Regions from separate parts of the Mus musculus genome. Here region 2 is linked to region 1. A link is a contact called in public HiChIP or PLAC-seq data. All regions are on one chromosome and are shown on one strand. The core of a region is the stretch at or near the end of the contact, and the rest is flanking DNA. Distances in the headings are between cores, read along the strand shown.

Region 1 (6,503 bases), core at 2,576-5,075:
CTCTTACCTTTGAAGCAAAGACAGCTCCCTTGGTTCCTCCCAGTGCTCAAGTCAGCGGGTACAGTATTGTCATGCTACTCTCTGATTTTCTCACTTACACGTTTTTTGGGGTGGGATGCTGAGTATTAAATCCAGTGTCTTTTACATATATTATGTCACTGAATTTTTATAATAACTAAAAACAAAACAAAACAAAAAAACCAAAACAAAATAAAAAACAACTCTTGAATCGAAAGCAAGTTTCTTTTCTTTTTTTAAACTGTTTTATTGACATTCCAAATGTTGTTCCTCTTCCTGGTCCCCCCTCCAAGAGTTCTTCACCCCTCCTCCTCCCCTTTGCCTCTGAGTGTGCTCTCTCACCCACCCCACCCCCTCCCCACATCTCCCTTCTCTTGGGTATCAAGTCTGCTACATATGTGCCGGGACCACAGACCAGTCCATGTATGTATGATCTTTCGTTGGTGGTGTAGTCTCTGGGAGCTCTGAGGGGTCTGATCTAGTTGATATTATTAGTCTTCATATGGGGTTGCTATCCCCTTTAGCTCCTTCAGTCCTTCACCTAACTCTTCCATAGGGGTCCCTGATTTCAGTCCAATGATTATCTGTGATTATCTGCATCTGTCTCCATCAGCTGCTGGTAGAGCCTCTCAGAAGATAGCCATGTCAGGCTCCTGTCTTCTGCCATCCTCATGGTAAAGTTTCTGTCTTTTTAGAACAAGTTTTAACAAGATTAACAACTCATCCACTTAATGGCTTTGATTCTTCCCTTCCCATCATGCAGCTAATTATGGACTCACTCAATAAATTCACTGGCTTATGGCAAGAATCTTACCAGTTCACCTGTCCCCTACAGAGTGCACAGAGCTCCTTTGCCTCTAAAATGGAATTGCCTGTCTCTAGATTTTATTTTCCCAAATGCCTTCCACAGGCTCAACAGCCTACTCTGCTTGGAGACATTGCTTCCTCTGTACAGCCCTTCCTAGAGAGCACACATCACATGTAGAAAAGTTGGGGTCAGGTAGTCGGAGTCTCAGAGTTTATTAAGCACAACACTGGAGGTATATGTAGATGAGCATTCTCAGGCTGTACGCATCTGGGAGGAGAAAGCTGAACTTGCTGGTTTTTGCACACAGGAATCCACTAATCGCTTCTAGACATTTATACTTGGACCAGAGGAAGAAGGCTTTGCCAGTTCTGAGCCTGACCCACAAGGGAAGGCTTTGCAATTTACTATGGGCCTGCGGCCTTGGGCCTTGTCATGGATGTGCACTTGTCAACAACACACACTCATGGTGTCCCTCACTCAGGGCTTCGTCGGCTCCACACGTCTCCTGCCTAAGTCTTAATCACATTAAAAGCTAAATAGTTGGGATGACAGACATGTGATTCCATACTCAATTTAAGGGTGTTGAAATCTTATTTGAGAGTAAAGGCCTTCACATTATGAAAAAAATGATTTGGGATGAAAAACTATATGGAAATAAAGCACAGTCGGAGGAAATGTCAAGTCCTACACACACTGGTGATTCTACGTAAGCAACACGTAAAGGAATAAACCCTGGGAGCCCTGCTGAAGACATGGAGTCAAAAAGAGAAAGAGAATTTGTAGAAAACTGAAACACATCCATGGGAGAAAACACAGACCACACACTAATGGCAACAATTAAGGCCGATTCCTTTAACTGATGGGCTACCAAGCATGGGCTCATGCTTCAGTCTCTAGGTGCCAAAGCTCAGGTGTCATTTTAAAAGGCAAAACCCACAAAGATAAAAATTTACATCAAAGTTAGATAAGGGTCAGCATAACCTCAAAATTTTATTATATTATATATTAATACTTATCATTATCATCTCAGACATAACATGCCAATTATTTTTTGACTTACATCTTCAGTTATTTGAGTTTAAATTTGTATATACATTAATTAGTTTGGTGAATATGCAGACCACAGTCATGGTTGTGGAAATCTCAAATATGTAGCCAGGGTAGACATGACCCACTGGGAGGATAGATAGCTGAGAACTGTCTAAGCAAACACAGAATGAGGTCAGGTCCAGAGGGCATTACCCTGGGCATTTCATTAAGACACAAGTGACTATCATTCAAAAGAAGTCCAACCTCCTTCAACAAGAAGTACAAACTGTCTATACTATCATAGCCATTTTTACTTAGATTTCTAAAGGCAAAAACAAAACAAAATAAACAAACAAACGAAACAAACAAACAAACAAAACCCAAAAAGCCAAAAAGTGGATTAGAGATACTGGCAGCCAGCCTCTTACCTGTATTTTTGACTTAGCCATTAGACTTGTCTTAGTTAGGGTTTCTATTGCTTTAATGAAACACTATGACCAAAGCAAGTTAAGGAGGAAAGGATTAATTTGGCTTATACTTCCACATCATAGTCTCTCCCTGAAGGAAGTCAGGACAGGAACTCAAACAGAACCTTCTGCTGGAGGCAGGAGCTGATGTAGAGGCCATGGAACAGTGCTGCTTACTGGCTTGCTCCTCATGACTTGTTCAGCCTGCTTTCTCATAGAACCTCAGACTATCAACCCAAGGGTAGCTGGGCCCTCCCCAACAGTCATTAATTAAGAAAATGTCCTACAGCCTTGCCTACAGGTTCATTCCATGGAGGCATTTTCTCAACTGAGGCTCCCTCCTCTCAGATGACTTCAGCTTGTGTCAAGTTGACATAAAACTAGCCAGCACAAGACAGTAATCTATACTGTGGACAAAGCCAAGGAATGTAAACTGATGGTCTAGGCCCTTCATTGTAGTACAGCTGATGCTGAGTGAAAGATTAAGCCCAAGGTGGGGTATGACCACTGTGCTGGCAACTGCACAGTGTTAGTCAGGGGAATGCAAGGTAGACAGCAGGCTATGCATAAACATTCCAAACGGTATCTCTCTGACACAGTCCCTCTGCTTCCCCATCCCCCATATTTGGATCTCTTTGGAGGGCCCAAGCTAGGAGTCTAGAAAACACTCAAAAGTCCTCCTCCTTTTTCAAATCCCAGGTGCTATTGTTTAAGCAAGTCCTCATTTAGTCACTGGATCTCTCCTTGGTGCGATAGCTCCAGCTTTGAGCCTCTCACTTTCACTTCTGCGGCACGCTTTACAGCTATTTAGCACCTAGCCTTGCTACACTCAAAATTCTACTGCAAAGACTCGGCAAACCTAGAAATGTGGGGTAGAAGGCTGCGCTGCCAAATCAAACTTCTCAAAACAAACCTAGTGGTCTCTATACTCTGCTGGACATCTCTGAATGGCTCCTCATTTAGGATGTTCGTGTTTCTACTTTACTCGACTTTCCTCTTACTCCAAGATCAGTATAAACGTGTAATTATAAACGTATAAAACCCAGAGGAATTCAATAACTCTTTCAGCTGCAGTCACCATCCATCCACCCACATGATTAGTTTCTGTCCACCTAAGGAAATTCTCTCACCCATATTCAGAGGTGAGAGAATTTGTCCTCTTTTCTAGTACATAAGTGTCAGGTACATCATATGCTGTTCCGTCAGGTCAACTTAACAACTCTTCATGAAGAGTTGGCGAAGTGAGGGAGGGAGGACTGAGCTGGGTTCAGGTCAAGCCTTCCACCACGACTTCTGCACCACCACTTCCTACTGGTTTTAAATCAGATGTTAATGAGAACCCGGTCGCTCACTCCCACTCCCGACCGGATCTATACCCCATCGGCAGAACAGAAAGGCAGCACGGGAGCCCGGCCACCACGTGAGCAACCGTTCACGTGAGCACGGAGAGGCGTGGCCCGAGCAAGTCACGTGAACACACGTGATCACGTGAGTGCTGCCGCTGCCGCTGCCGCCCTGCCTTTGCTTCCTGCTCCGTTCCAGGCTGCAAGCTGATGGAGGACGAGGATGGGGAAGATCGGGCGCTGCTTGGGGGCCGCCGCGAGGCGGACAGCGCAGTCCATGGCGCCCCTCGCGCTCTGTCCGCGCTCTGCGACCCCAGCCGCCTGGCGCACCGGCTCGTGGTGCTGTCGCTCATGTGCTTCCTTGGCTTCGGTGAGCGGGGCTCGGCTGGGGCAGATGATAGAGGGATTCCAGGGTTCGCGCTGCTGCCTGGGCTCGGGAGCCCGCTTTTTCCAAGTGTCTGGAGCGAGGTGACGTTTGTTCCTCCAAGCCCCGGTGTTCAGCAGCTCCTCCCTGGGGACGCAGATGAGAAGGAAACTCAGATCTTTCTCCCGGAGAGCTGTGCTCCCGAGAGTTTCAGAACGTTGCTGGGGGAATTTCAGAGCGTGACTAAGTCCCTCTTCCTCCCTCCCCAGGCGACCCCTCCCATTCCCCAGTGCTTTCCTTTGTATTCTTTTAGAGCTCGGATCCGCTTTGGATAGTGTTCACTGCTAAGTACACCTTAGTAGGAGTCTTTTCTTACCTTTCCTCTGTGAGACAGCCTTGCAGGACCACACTTGTTAAGTTGGTTTCACTTATGAAATCTGATCTGGCGCAAAACACTTTCATTAGCTACTTTTAAAGACACCCTTCCCTCCCGTGTTACAGTTTTTAGTTTACATTGAAACTGTTCGGATTCGTAACAACTGGCTTGGCTTGAAAGAGTGTTTCAGGGGGATCAGATTCAGAAATACATGCACCTGGTTTATAAAAGATACTTTGGGCTTCGGTTTCTTTATTTTTGAGAAGATGGTACTCATTTGCTTTAAAACGTATTGAGCTGATAGTGGTGGCGCCCTTTAATCTCAGTACTGGAAGACAGGGACATGTCTGTGCGCTAGAGAGGCCAGCCAGGGCTACAAAGTGAGATCTTGTCTCAACCAACCAACCAACCAACCATGGTATTGAATTTCTTATAAGCAGTTAAATCCTGAAGGAGAAGTTTCTAGGTTTAGAATCAATAACCAGTAAGCATAGACAAAACACTTGAAGAAATTGTCCCTACTCAAGTTGACAGTTTATTTTTGGTAGGTAGATTGGGCTGAAAGTTTGGGTTTGAGAAACTAGAGCCGCCCTGTCGCTAGCTGCCTTCTCCACCTTTGGACCGCTAGCTTTGTGTATTTACAGAGTCAGCGGGGAAACAGGCAGTGTTACCTTGGGGCTTCTTCAAGCCTGTCAGCTTTCCCCGCTCCCAGGAGACATTGCCAGTTTTCATTTGATCCCTTAGACTGGCGCTTGTGTTGTTCTTGTTTCTAGCCCAGTTTTCACTCAGTTATTTGCTCCTGGGTATTTTTGTTTGTTTTTGTTTGTTTGTTTGCAGGATCAGGATCTATATCAAATACTGGTTTGGTTTGAATCTCTGAGTTACCTCTGCTTTCAAGAAAAGTGAGGACCCAGCTAACGTGCACCTGTAGAGGATGCTTGTAGACTTTTTTTAAGTAAGGGAAATGCAGCGATTTCATGAAGATGTTAATACAGTGATAAGCATGGGAAGAAAGACGGAAACGAAATGATTAAAAGCAGTTGATGTTGACCTCTTTATCAGGTTTCTGGTATATGCTGTGTATGCACACCACTACCTTGTGGAAGTTCTTTGGAATGGTAGATCAGGAAGTGGTGTAAAACAAACACACAAGCAAGAAAAAAAAATCTGTTGTCATAGTGTCAGCCATAGTAAACCTTAAACACCTCCGGGGAGTTACTAGTTAGGAGTTGTAACTTGAAACTCTTATATAGATATTATCATTCCGAGTGAAATATGTGTTCTTCCTTTTTCTAGGCAGCTATTTCTGCTATGACAACCCCGCTGCCCTTCAGACTCAGGTGAAACGGGTGAGTTGATTTTCTCCGTTCTTGTACTGCTTTGCTTTGGAGCACTCACTTACAGATGCTCAGATAGAATGAGCTCTCAGGTGCCCCATCTGAGATGTCCACTTTCTCTTCTAGTGTCTGTTATCACCACACCCACAGGCTGCAGAGATCAAATTTGTTTCTCTAAAGAACTCCTGAATAACATATACATGCCTCGAGATGGTTTTCTTCTTTAGGTAGATAATTATGGACTCTGCCCACAGTGTTACGGGAAATGCTAGTGTTGGTTGGAGCTTTGCACTCCTCTGAACCATTGAGTGAGTGGTGGGACAGCTTTGGCCTTCTTAGATAAACTTTGCTGTTATTTACTTTTATAAATGTGCATACTGGTTGCTGAGTATTGGCCCTATCTGCATTCTTAGTCTGGTTTTGAGTTGTAAAACTGTATTTGATATTTGTTGTTTTTTGGGCATTTAGACCATCATTATGTGCATTTTAAAAAGCCATTAGGCAGAGGAAAAATGCATGGGCTGTCCTTTGCATTCTAGGAGGGGTTAAAGAGGATAACATCTGTAAGACTAGGCAAGGACGATTCTTTTCTGTTTGGGAGGAGTCCATAATGGAGGTGGAAATGAAGAAGGAGGAACGTAGGAGACAGAAAAGGGCTGAGTTGGCCCCCATGCCAGTGACAGGTCCTAGAATCCATGAGGCCTGAGACATAGTATGTGGACTTAAGATGTTCCCAGGTATGGCTGTTATTCTAAGGGCAA
Region 2 (5,543 bases), core at 1,182-3,681, 92 kb before region 1:
TTGACATTGAACCATTAGGGTTCCAGGATGTGTTCTGCGGGACTGCAAAGCCTATACAGTGACAGGAACACCTCTGCCGTGGTTCACTCTCTCAGGGCTGTGGCAACCTTTGCCCTGTCTTTTCCAGTAACTGACACTTTCTTCATGTGGCCCACCAACACTTAACTCTATCTTACTGTGGCTTTAGATTTGTGATAGCCAAATGTGTTACCCTGGGAGACAAAAGAGTCACACTAAATGCTTTCAGCAGTGAGGATACATGACAGGGTGAGTGCTCAGAGCAAGACAGGGCAGGCTGGATAGATATGTGTAGCTCCTCAGGTCTTTTCTTTTGCTCATAGATTATGTTCATCTGTAAGGAGCTCGTGAATGGACCAGAGAAGGTGAAACCACCATAATAAAAGCAGAAGGGAAAACAGTGTGGAGCCCACATTAGGCTGTCCTGCTTATTAGCTGCACTATGAAGTTCAATGTCCTGCATTAACTACTGACTAGAAACTGCTGAGACTTGAACTCGTTACCCCAGGCTGTCTCCATAGCTGGATTCAATCGAAAACCAAACCTTTTGGGTTTTTTTTTCTAGAAATGATTATAAATTCAATTGATTAAAAACATCCACTGTTACTTGGTTTCAGCTACTGCATATATAAAAAAAAATCATTTTCCATTTAAAACTGGATAAGTAGATTAAAGGAGTAATAATGTTGAACAAAAGTATATTTCCAACAAATAATAGAAATACATTTCAGAAGTTCAAAGTAGGAATATAATGTGTGATTTGTTAAATCATAACATTATAACGAAAGTTCATGTCTTTTAAACAAAATAATTGTATTTTGTACCTCCTCTTGATAGTTTGTACCTTCTAAGAATCTAGGGCAACTGCCTCAATAAGGTTTCTCCTGCATGCAGTCAGTGACACAGGACTATGCCCTGAAAGGACATATGAGAAACCATGATGTCATTAATATACAGCTCACCTTAGAGCTCCATGAACCTCCAGCCAGGCCCCTGGTCCGTTCCGCCTTCACACAGACTTTGGTGTATCTGTCTAGTAAATCAACCCTTGATCCTAATTAGATAACTTCGCTTGCCTGAACACTCAGCATCAACCACGAAGCATCTGCTGAATTTAGAGTCAGAGCAGAACTCACATTTTGTTGTTGAGAAGTACCCTCCGCTATGACTGAATTATTTATGTATTTTTGCATGTGGGCACATGTGTATCTTTGCTTGTGTATATGTGTGTCCTGGTCCATGCATGGAGGCCAGAAGAAGGTGTTTGTGGGATATCTGGCTTCCTCCAGGGATGACCAAATCCAAACTCCGTTCCCCGTGCTTGTGCAGAAAATGTTCTTCGTCACTGAGCTATCTTTCCAGCCCCAGGATATGTATATATACAGGATATGTATATATATTACTTTTTATATTATATATATATATATTACTTTTTATAGTAGCCAAATTTTTGTAGACTGTAGTATGGCCCCTATGAGTATACAGGACTTGGTAAGTGAACAAGGTCTAAATGAATGGTTCTACTGAAAAGTACCCTAAAGCTAATAAGAATGTGGCAATTATTTCTAGAAAAAGTCCTACACAATGCCAGTGGTTAAGAGCCTGTACTTCTCTATCAGAAGAAAGACCCACATCAAACAGCCTACAACCACCTGTAACTCCAGCTCTGGGAATCTGCTGTCCTCTTCTGAACTCCATGGGTGTGTCCACTCACTTGTGCACATTCACACACATGCACTCACACACATGCACACACACACATATACACATGATTAAACATCCTTTTTAAAAGGGCAAATGAGCCCTATTTCCCAAACCAAAAGGGGAAATAAAGCCTTCCATATGACTATGGATTTCTAAATTGTCCTAAGTTCACCTATTCCAAGCAGCATAAATATCTTCAACAATATATTCTGAATTCTCGTAGTTCTTTGGCTCAAGATTTGGTCCTTGTTGTCAATGGGTGAGAATCATTTGAGACTCTTATGTTAGAAATGCCGGCAGCAGTCTTCATTGCTGATATTTAGTTAGTGTCAGTAAGTGGGGGCAGATGCAGTTAGGAATGGAGCCTGAAGTTCTCGGGCGTGGATGAGGATTTGAGGGGTGCCTGGGCAAACTAGCAGAGAGTGTAGGATAGAGAGGGGTGCCTAGCCAAACTAGCAGAGAGTGTGGGATAGAGAGGGGTGCCTGGGCAAACTAGCAGAGAGTGTGGGATAGAGAGGGGTGCCTGGGCAAACGAGCAGAGAGTGTGGGATAGAGAGTGCTGCAATGGTCAGAGGTCAAGCTCCTACCCAAGTGCAAATCCAGAGATGACTTTTGTGGCTTGGGAAATTGGATTTGCCAGTAAGTGCTGAATGTCTCCTGCTGCCCACATACTCTGTTGAGTGCCAAGATAAATGAACTGTGCTGCACTCCAGCTGAGTCACTGCAGAGGGCAGGGCACATCTCTTGGAGACGGCTCCACTGCCCATTAGCTGCTGACCTGAAGTGAGATAAATATGGCCCCTACGGCAGCAGCCCAGAATGGCCCAGACAGCCACTCAGCCAGCCCTGGGGAAGAGGGGCTGAGTACAGGCACAGGGTGTCTTGTCAGCTAAACCTCCCCAAGGCCAACAACAAAACGCTAGAAATGTCACCTCAGGTTCTAGACTTCCCTGAAATCTGCACTATAATCTATACACACTTTCTTTTTTCTTCAAAAACTTCTATTTCTTATTTGTAGAGTCAGCTCTTGGGTCCTCATTCTAGGATGCAAAATGGTCAGCTAACGCAACTCAGCTTTGGGTAGCATTAGTCTATTGTAGAGATGAACAGAACATGACACCCTTGAGCCTTGTTTAAATAATGAGACACATCACAATTCATAGCTGAAATTGAGCATCTGTCCAGATTTGCAAATGTAAATAATCGATCTTTTTAAGGTTCAGTGATTTTATACATACGTGTATACATGTATTTTCCTGACATAGGAAACCCAGTTACTGATCATACCAGGTATGCTGATGCTGTGCAGAGGAGTCTTCAATTGCTTCATCTGCTTGTAAAGCCGATAATCCTTCTCTTGTCTCTTCACTTTATCAAAGAGCCGTGCGCACGTTACATTAACGGCCGGTCTGGGTTTTTCATTCTTGAAAAACACCCTCGCAGAACATTTGCCCAAACGTTCACCTTCCTGAAAGAAAGGTTTGACGTTACCCAGGAAGGTCCCTTACCAACTGTGCTCACTGCAACTCACACAAACACACGGACGGAGAATCCAGTGAGATTGGCAGGCCATCACAACAGATGGAGCTTACTTTATAGAAGGTGGGTTTTCCTGCTCATGGCTTGTGATTAAGGTGAACTGTAAACTGGCTAGAACCCAGACACACCTGGGAGATGGGCCTATAGGCATGACTGTGTTAATCAGCCTACCTGCTGTGGGTGTCTGTGATCCTGGCCTGTATACGTGGGGAAAATGAGCTGAGCCACCCATATATTCACCTCTCCTGCTTTCTGGTTGAAGGTGCAGTGACTTCCCTGCTGTGGTGGACTATGAGACAAATCCTTTGTGTCTGTCTGCTTTTGTTAGTATTTTATCACAGCAACAGAAAGGCAACCGAGACACGACAAGGGAGACACGACAAGGTAGTCTTCCATCTTTGTTGTCCCTTTAGCATTATCTTTCTGATTGCCTCTGTACATAATAATGCCAGGCCTCTTGCAAAGAAATAGCATTGATGTCTGTTGAGCCCTTCTTGGCTCAAATGTCTAAGGGAAGGGCTGCCTCACTCTATCTGGAACCAACTCTTGGCTGATTCCTTGGGTCCTTGAATATTAAGCTTACTAACTTGAATTGGAAGACAGAGCTGGTTCCTATTAATGAAAACACCAGCATGTCCACGCATGAATTTGCTCCTTTCATTCCATATTTAAAGACCAAAATGCTAAGTTTAAAAAAGAACTCACTCTACATCTTAAGTTCTCAGTACTTGAATAGGTGGTCCCTGTCTGAGCTCAGCTACTAACCCCTGCTATAATAATTCTGTGTACCTATCCTGAGATCTAGTCCAAGTTAGATACCTCAATCATCCTCATCTTGTGGCTTCTGTGAGCACCCTCACTTATTTCAAATCCCAAAACATCATAGATTCTCCTAGACTTCAGTTTTCTGCTCTTGAATAGTAGTTATTCAATACGACTACTTGAATAAAGACCATTTTGGTCAATGGTCTTTAACTTGACCATTAAAGCCAAGGACTTAGCCCCAGAAAACTGCGCATGCTCATACCATCAACATTAGACTTAGAACAAGGAGTTCATAGTCACAAGCCACAGCCCAAGCCAAGCCATGGGCTCCTAGTCTGGCTGTCGTATCCAAATGTGGCTGGTGGAACAGCTGAAAGCAGCAACCTTCATTTCTTTTCTGTGGTTTAAATGGCACCCTGGTTAAGGCAAGATCCAGAAATAAACTCGAAGGGCCCACAGTGAAAGAAATTATAATCAAGTTGGATCTTCAAAGTAAGCCTGCTTCTAGAACTAGTTCGGAAAACTGAAATAAGCTTGCCATGTGCAACTTTTCTCTTACAGTGCCTGTTCTGGGCGGAAGGAGGGGCTTCTGGGGCACATTAGCATGCTAATTGCTGGTGCTCCTTAGAAGAACTGGAAGGTTCCCATCAGAGCAGCCTTCCCACTCCTTTGGTGTCTGCCATCCGCAGTGAAGAGGACAAGAGCTGGGCACAATGTCTCCTCTGTCTAACCCACCAGACAGCTCCATGGAAGCAGTGCCTGGAAGATGAACAGCTGACTTCCACTCCTGCTAGCCAGCTGCACTCATGTGGACTTACTACAATCCCAAGTCCAGAGCAACGTGTTGTTGGTCAGGGAAAAAAACAAAACAAAACAAAAAACCAGTAATTATTATCATCCCATTAGCTTTACTCTCAGGCTGTCAGTTTGCAAAACTAAAAATTAAGGGCATCTTCCTAATCCTTTGAAACAAATTAACTCTAAGGTTAATAAGCCAAGTGGGTTTATTGTTTGTGAATTCTGGTAAGCTTTCTTCCAGAGGCACTGGGTTAGGGATGGCCTTGTCCCTGATGCTCTGCCTCCCTGTGACCCTTTGATGTGCAGCATGGCCTGAAATTCCCAGGCTTAGACTCAGACCACCACTGCTGACAATCTGGGCTGGCCTAAGCCTAGCTCCTCACAGGGGTGTTCATCTGCTTCTGATTTCCACATTGGGTTTCTTCTTACTCTTTCCTGAAAATGGGGTGAAGGCAACTTAGCGAATCATGGGGTGCGTGGCCAGGATTGCAGTGAGGCAGGTAATGCCGGAAGCCTGCATGGGCCCTGCTCCGTGTTCTATGCAATGTGTCTACGTATGTGATTCTTTAACCTGATATGGAATTGGCCTCGTGCTATGCCAGCCTGCCAACTAGAAATGTCACCAGCTGACAGGAAAAAGAACATATTGGCACTCCATGGTGAGTCACTTTAAGGACTATGAAGTGTAAGGAGGGACACCCAAGAGAGCTGTGAAATTC

Evidence for each region. HiChIP or PLAC-seq counts read pairs in DNA pulled down with a chosen protein or histone mark.
Region 2: a contact with region 1 is called in an HNF4G HiChIP or PLAC-seq map of pancreatic cancer cells. The contact joins the enhancer-like site here to the promoter of Mfsd1 in region 1. A contact is called at or near these places in 13 of 39 promoter capture datasets (the 3T3-L1 cell line, 3T3-L1-derived adipocytes, the C10 cell line and 7 more), 1 of 15 datasets of contacts at CTCF or cohesin (the NIH/3T3 cell line), 5 of 484 Hi-C or Micro-C datasets (B cells, the G1E-ER4 cell line, embryonic stem cells and 1 more) and 5 of 115 datasets of contacts at active chromatin or transcription factors (bone marrow-derived macrophages, embryonic stem cells, forebrain and 1 more).

The regions. Positions count from the first base shown.
Region 1 is chr3:67,578,943-67,585,445 of GRCm38.p6, forward strand. It overlaps Mfsd1 (major facilitator superfamily domain containing 1), which reads left to right and starts at 3,826. Exons shown (of 16, transcript NM_025813.3): 1 at 3,826-4,035; 2 at 5,702-5,754. The coding sequence starts at 3,876.
Region 2 is chr3:67,487,915-67,493,457 of GRCm38.p6, forward strand. It overlaps Rarres1 (retinoic acid receptor responder (tazarotene induced) 1), which reads right to left. Exons shown (of 6, transcript NM_001164763.1): 3 at 3,010-3,190. Among named protein-coding and RNA genes, the nearest start is that of Gm40067, 25 kb to the right of the region's middle. Within about 2 kb of position 2,432, at least 31 of the 459 cell types and tissues checked have an H3K27ac peak or open chromatin away from gene starts, as enhancers often do. A contact at or near this core is called in pancreatic cancer cells, where this site is marked.